2 separate regions of the Oryctolagus cuniculus genome follow, and region 1 is linked to region 2. The links are chromatin contacts, called in public Micro-C maps. All regions are on one chromosome and are shown on one strand. The core of a region is the stretch at or near the end of the contact, and the rest is flanking DNA. Distances in the headings are between cores, read along the strand shown.

What was found. A called contact is a pair of places that touch in the nucleus more often than the background predicts.
Region 1: a contact with region 2 is called in a Micro-C map of ear pinna, with 2.2 times the contacts expected there. The contact joins two enhancer-like sites. A contact is called at or near these places in 3 of 6 Hi-C or Micro-C datasets (ear pinna, liver and an unstated tissue).

The regions. Positions count from the first base shown.
Region 1 is chr14:89,313,466-89,316,272 of mOryCun1.1, forward strand. No RefSeq gene overlaps it. Among named protein-coding and RNA genes, the nearest start is that of PIK3R1, 170 kb to the left of the region's middle. Within about 2 kb of position 1,521, at least 1 of the 8 cell types and tissues checked has an H3K27ac peak or open chromatin away from gene starts, as enhancers often do. A contact at or near this core is called in ear pinna, where this site is marked.
Region 2 is chr14:89,210,232-89,213,375 of mOryCun1.1, forward strand. The region is part of intron 7 of PIK3R1 (phosphoinositide-3-kinase regulatory subunit 1); the gene reads left to right. Among named protein-coding and RNA genes, the nearest start is that of PIK3R1, 72 kb to the left of the region's middle. Within about 2 kb of position 1,745, at least 1 of the 8 cell types and tissues checked has an H3K27ac peak or open chromatin away from gene starts, as enhancers often do. A contact at or near this core is called in ear pinna, where this site is marked.

The DNA.
Region 1 (2,807 bases), core at 271-2,770, 100 kb after region 2:
AAAGGGTGTTGCATGGGTGCTGTGTGAGTGATAGCACCTGCACCACCCCCAACTCCACCCCCAGAAAACCTGGCCCACAGGCAAGGACTTCAATGGCAAGAGAATGGGCACAGCTGTGACCTAAAGACTTTCCTGGGCCATGAAGATTTGGAGAGATTTTTTTTTCCCAAAAAAATTGATTTAAATTTAAAAAAAATTCATTAAATACTCTTAATGGAGTTTTCTGTCTTAATGCAATTCGAAGTTGATACATATGGAGGGTGAATTAGATTCTCCCAATAACCTTTCCCAACTTTTCAACCCGAGTGCAAACTCCCTAGTAAGGTTAACCTTTCAAGACTTACATTTACAGCCAGGTATTGCACTAAGACAATGTGCTGCAATATTTTATTATCTTCATTTTGAGAAAAGAGAAGCCCAAAACCTAAGAAGACTCATTATTTTCCAACTCCTTCTCTACATACGAGCAGATTAAAATCCACCTTGTTTTTCTCCAGGCACAGTGTTCCTATGCATTAGGACCCGGGAAGTAGAAGCAAAACTTAATTGATATATTTTATGGTGGTCACACCTGAAGTTTTCCTTAGTTCTAGTTACCTCTATGTCGAATGATTTGCTTTGACTAAGAATGAGAGACAGTCGAGGCAATCTTCCAGATAAGTGTTCCCTGGCCACCAACTCAAGTCACAATACGATACCCAAGTGAGCACACTGATAATGTTTGCTTCAACTAGGTTGCTGACAGGACACAGGGAGGTCTGGGGATGGTGGGAGTGTTTCTGAAAATCAGAGTGGTTGGAAGAATGCTCTACTGATTGCCAGGTACTATTTGGCGTTTGTTTTAAAACATGGCTGCATTCACCATCAAGGCTGTAAAAATCAAGTGCGCACTTTCTCAATGGGTCCCTATTGTGTGTCGTTGAAAAGAAAGCAAGGGCACCCCTGTGATCGGAAACCCTGGCCTGTGGAGCTGTGGAGGCCTGGCCAAGGTTCTATCCAGGCCTAGGTTGACAGAAACACCTCTCCCTTCCCTGCACCAGGGAAGCCTTACAAGAGTTACCTCCCTGTCATGAGCACTGGACTGCACTGGCCCTGTGCTTCCAAAATAAACACGCATTTAGCTCCCCAGCATTTCCCATCTTTCCCAGGTTCATTCCAGGAGCTGCGTTTTGAACAAGCTTCAACAGGCACCCAGTTGAAATCACCCTGAGCACTCTGGAAATGTTGAAAGAGCGGCCTTAAGACTCAGTTGCTCAGGACAGGACAGTCTGGATTCATCCCACGGCAAGCGTTCCAGGAAACGGAGGCGAGTAGACACCACTTACCGGCTGCCTAGTTCACCTCTGCCAGACTGAGCCCATGGTTGTCATGGAGCATGGAGTTTGTCTTTAAGTTGTTTGTTTGCTCGTCTTTCGGTTTTACCTTTTGGGGACCCCCTACATTGTAAATAAGGAGAAGAATAATTTCCCTTATTAAAAACCCTGATTTTTTTCTTCCTTGAACACCTCTTTGGCAGAATTAGGTCTGGAATGTCTCTCCAGCCTGAATCTCCCACTCACTGTTTCCCTCTGGAACAAGAGAAGCATTTCCAAATCTAGTAAGACGGCCACTTTGCCATCTTGAAGGATAAAACAGATGTAAGAGAGCAGAGAATCAGGCAGTGCTCATTTGGGGAATTATCACTACCTTCGAAGTCCTCCTCGTGGAAGGCTCCAACTGATGACTCAGGCCCTGATCTGGGCTCAGAGCCCAGAGGGAGGCAGAGGGTGGAGACACCTCAGAGATCAGTGGGCTCTGGCCTCTTTGTTCAATGCAAATGAGGAAGCTGAGGGAGAGGCTGCAGGCTCTTGGAGCATTTCACAGCAGGATTTAGTTTTGCTTTCAACCATGGGACTTAAATGACGCAAGACGTCTTGCAAGCAGACGTGCCTACTAGGAGATCATGTAGGAACATATCATGGCTACTAGTACTTGGCACAGAGCCACAGACGGTGTAGACTGGGGGATCATTGTCAAATTCAGCAAAGAGCTCAGAGGAAGCACCATCCTGGCCCTAAAATGCTGCAGGAAGATGATAACCACGAAATCAGAATTTGTCAGAATAAAAATGGCGCATGATTTTGAAACAAGCCGGGTTTGAAGGGTGTTCCCATTTCAAGACGTCTCCCAGGCCTTTGGTGATGGTGTATCCTTGATGCCCAAATCCTGCATTCTGGATGAATTTTCAAAGCCCCAAGCTTGATTTTCCCTCTTGTGTGAGCCACCGCCTTCCTTTGCCACTGTTCCTATCTGCTGTTTCTCTGAGGTTGGGGCTTCAAGCACAAACAGAGCCTACCAGGCTCATGACGAGAAATGAGCACCGTGAGCGAGCCCGGGCCGGGTTAGCAGCAGGGGGCTGGGATCTTTTGCTACTCACAGTGTCTCCTGCAGTGTGCAGCTCAGCCTCTTCTGGGCTCCACTAGAGCAGCCCCTGCAGCTGGTCTAGGTTGTAGCTGACTCTCATGCACATTCCGTTTGAAGAGGCAGTGCCTGATCTAAGGGAGCAGACTTTGCACCTGGGGCTTGGAGACTTTGATTCTGCAGGGCCGCCATGGCTCAGAAACACGGCTCCAGGTGAAAGACAGGGGGCTATGGCCACCTGCCCTGGATCCCAGAGATTGCCAGGCAAACAATCTTGGCCTGAGCAAGTGCCGCTGATTTTTAAAATTTTTCTTAGTGCAGAAATCTCCATAGACGTTTGGAAAAAGGAGCCTTTTAAGAAGAAAATCATAGAAAAAGCAAATTCAAGAAGAGTCGTGGGAAGAGGT
Region 2 (3,144 bases), core at 495-2,994:
GACTGGCATGTGTCTTGGAGTCCAGGCAGAGTGAGGCCCTGCTTCCGGCCAAGGGCTAGGGGATCGGTCATCCTGGGCTTCTCCAGTGAAGTGCAGAAGGACGATGCTGACAGCCAGGCGGGGCTTGGCGAGATCCCGCTCGTGAGGTTCTCCCGTACAGCGCTTGAGGATTCCTGCTACGCAGAGGGTGGCTTAGTGCGTGCTGGGGTTTGATTGGTCTGACTGGTGTCAGTTGAACGTCTGGGATCTCTTAAGTCAAAGCGGATCTGCCGGTTTTCATAATGTGCCCTTACTGCTGCTGGATAGCTCCGAGGACCCCACCTCCCTCCACTAAGGAACCCGTGTGCCGGTTCCAAGGAAGGTTCATTCTACCTGCTCTGCTCTAGAATGACAAAGCCGGGAACATTCGCTAGATCATCCCAAGATTCATGCGGCCTCTTAAAAAAAAAAAAAAAAAAACTGAAATCCAAGTCGTCTTCCAACCCTCGTGTGTCCCTTTGTGTGCCCTCCCTCCTCCGTCTGTCGCATCAGCCCTTTGGAATCGAGTGGCTGTGTTCTCCCTTGGGAAACCTCATAGGGCTCTCTTCCCCCTCTGTAGGGAAGCCACCCTGAACTCCTTTGGTGATCCGGCAGGGCACCCCAGGGAGAAGAACCGATTTCTTAGGCCTGGAAGGGCTGCAGCATTTTCCCTGAAACCCCCCCCCCCCCCCGCATCTTGTCACAGTGAGTGTGTGAGTGTACTGGGGGCACCACACTGTTATGTGTTGTGGTTGTTACCATGTAGAACTTGCCATGCTGATGTTTGAGGCAAAGTCTCAGCTCAGACATGACCTGTTAGCATGCAAGGTATAGCTAAATACTGGGGATGGTGGGGGGGGGGGGGGGCGCGTGCAAGTACTCCCTGAGCACAGAAGGCACAGTTGGTGGGTATTCAGGGTAGGGAGACGGAAAAGGCCTGCGGAAGAAATTTTTTTTTTTTTGGACAGGCAGAGTGGACACAGAGAGGGACAGAGAGAAAGGTCTTCCTTTTGCCGTTGGTTCACCCTCCAATGGCCGCAGCGGCCGGCACACCACGCTGATCCGATGGCAGGAGCCAGGTGCTTTTCCTGGTCTCCCATGCGGGTGCAGGGCCCAAGGACTTGGGCCATCCTCCACTGCACTCCCTGGCCACAACAGAGAGCTGGCCTGGAAGAGGGGCAACCAGGACAGAATCCGGCGCCCCAACCGGGACTAGAACCCGGTGTGCCGGCGCCGCAAGACGGAGGGTTAGCCTAGTGAGCTGCGGCGCCCGGCTCTGTGGAAGAAATTGAACCTGACAGTGGCCTTGAAGAATAGGTTCAGTTGGAATCGGGGAAGGAGGAATAGCATTTGGGTTGCTGGCATTTCAAGATTTATTCAAAACAAATGCAGAGCGCAGAAGTGATGGCCTGCAATTTTACAAAAGCAGTACACGTTCTAAGTGACAGGACCCTAGAAGGCATCAGCGTAGAGAGAAAGGCACTGTCCAGCTCCGTCATTCTGGACGTGAAGTAAACGTGAGGCCCACCCCACGCTCCCGGACCAGGGCAGGCCAGGTCTGCCAGGAGCTGCCCCTGGATACAGCCTGGTGTGTCTGCTGCCCCCTGCTGCCTGCAGCCGGCAAAGCCTTCCTGTGCAAATGAGGCTGCTTTTAACATCCCCCGACCCCTCCTGGGTTTCCAGCACATAATAAACCACGACATCTCTGCCGTTAGCTCCTGTGGGTCACACGAGTAAAAGTCACAACCCAGTGTTTGCGGCCTCCCGGGGAAGGCCCCCGTCCCACCCGCCGTGGAAGGAGCCGTGAGCCTGGATTTGAGCCTCGGCTCTTTGCCGCTGACTTAAGTCGGCTTTTCCAAACTGTTTTCCAGACTCTGGAATGGGAGTAAGACCTCTCTCCTGGGCCGGTGAGGAGGATTAGATGAGCTGAGCCGTACAGAAATGCATGGCCCTGTCGTGTCCCCCTGCCCTCTGCTGTAGCCGCAGCGACCTGGAGGGCCCTGCCTCCCTCAGTCCACCCCCCGAGCTCCATCCGGCCCGTCTCCCCACTGACCCATATCCCCAGCCAGCTGAGCTGGAGCCTCCGGGAGCCTGCAGACGCTCAAGTGCAATGTTGAAAGGGAAGCTCTGTGAACAGTTGCCACCCCAGTGGGTGCACAGCTTAGAAAGAAGGAGGTGCTTGTGTAGGGTGCCGCCTTCTCTGTGTGTGTGGCTTGGTGAGGGGAGTGGCCTGGGTTTTAGCACCGTGCTTCCCCCTCCCCCCATCACCTGGCCCAGGTGCCCTTGCCCAGAGCACAAATGTACAGTTGTACGCAGCGGTCCCACACAGTGCCAGCCGCTCTCTCTGCACCCAGGTCGGCCCTGCCCCTGCTTCTGTGCAGGTGGAGTCTGCGATGCGGTCTGTGGATGCCCTTCCGCTGCTTGTCCGCTTGCATGGAGCGCTTCTGTAGTTTTTCCTGCCTGTTGAAGCCGCCAGTCACGCGTTTCTACACGGCGAGGACTGTTTGGAGCCTTCCTGGCATGCACCTGGGCACGGCAGGATAATCATCCCGATGATTGGTTTTATTTTTATTTTTTTGAATAGGCTTCCCCACTCGCCAAGAACTCTCATACAGCAGCTCGTTGAGCAGGGCCAGCGGCCAGCAGCCCGAAGGCAGGGTTCTCTTTTCTGGAGGGAAGCTGAGATCCGGAAAGGTTAGGTACACAGCGGGAGCTTGCAGTACCCTGTCGACAGTTTGCTGTTCCCTTTTGTTCCCGAAAGTCTTAAAAATATTTAAAGCCAAACAGCAGGTTTTCTTGAATAACTGTGTTATGTTTACGCTATTCATACTTAGGTAGCTAAAGTAGATTTCTATAGGGCAACCAAGGTAAAAAGGGTCCCATTTAGCACAGGGTGCATTTGAATGAAACCCATTATAAGTGTCTTTACATATTTCAGATTTCATGGATATATCCAGAAATATTAATGTAGCATAATTGAAGTCTACTATTGCACCCTCAAGCCCAGAGTGGAGAATAAATGCCTCTTTCTCCCCCTGGCCCTTCTACACCTGTCAAAGTTAATTTTTAACCACTGGCACATTGCAAAACATTCATCCTGAAGAGCCTGATTCATAAATCTTGTTT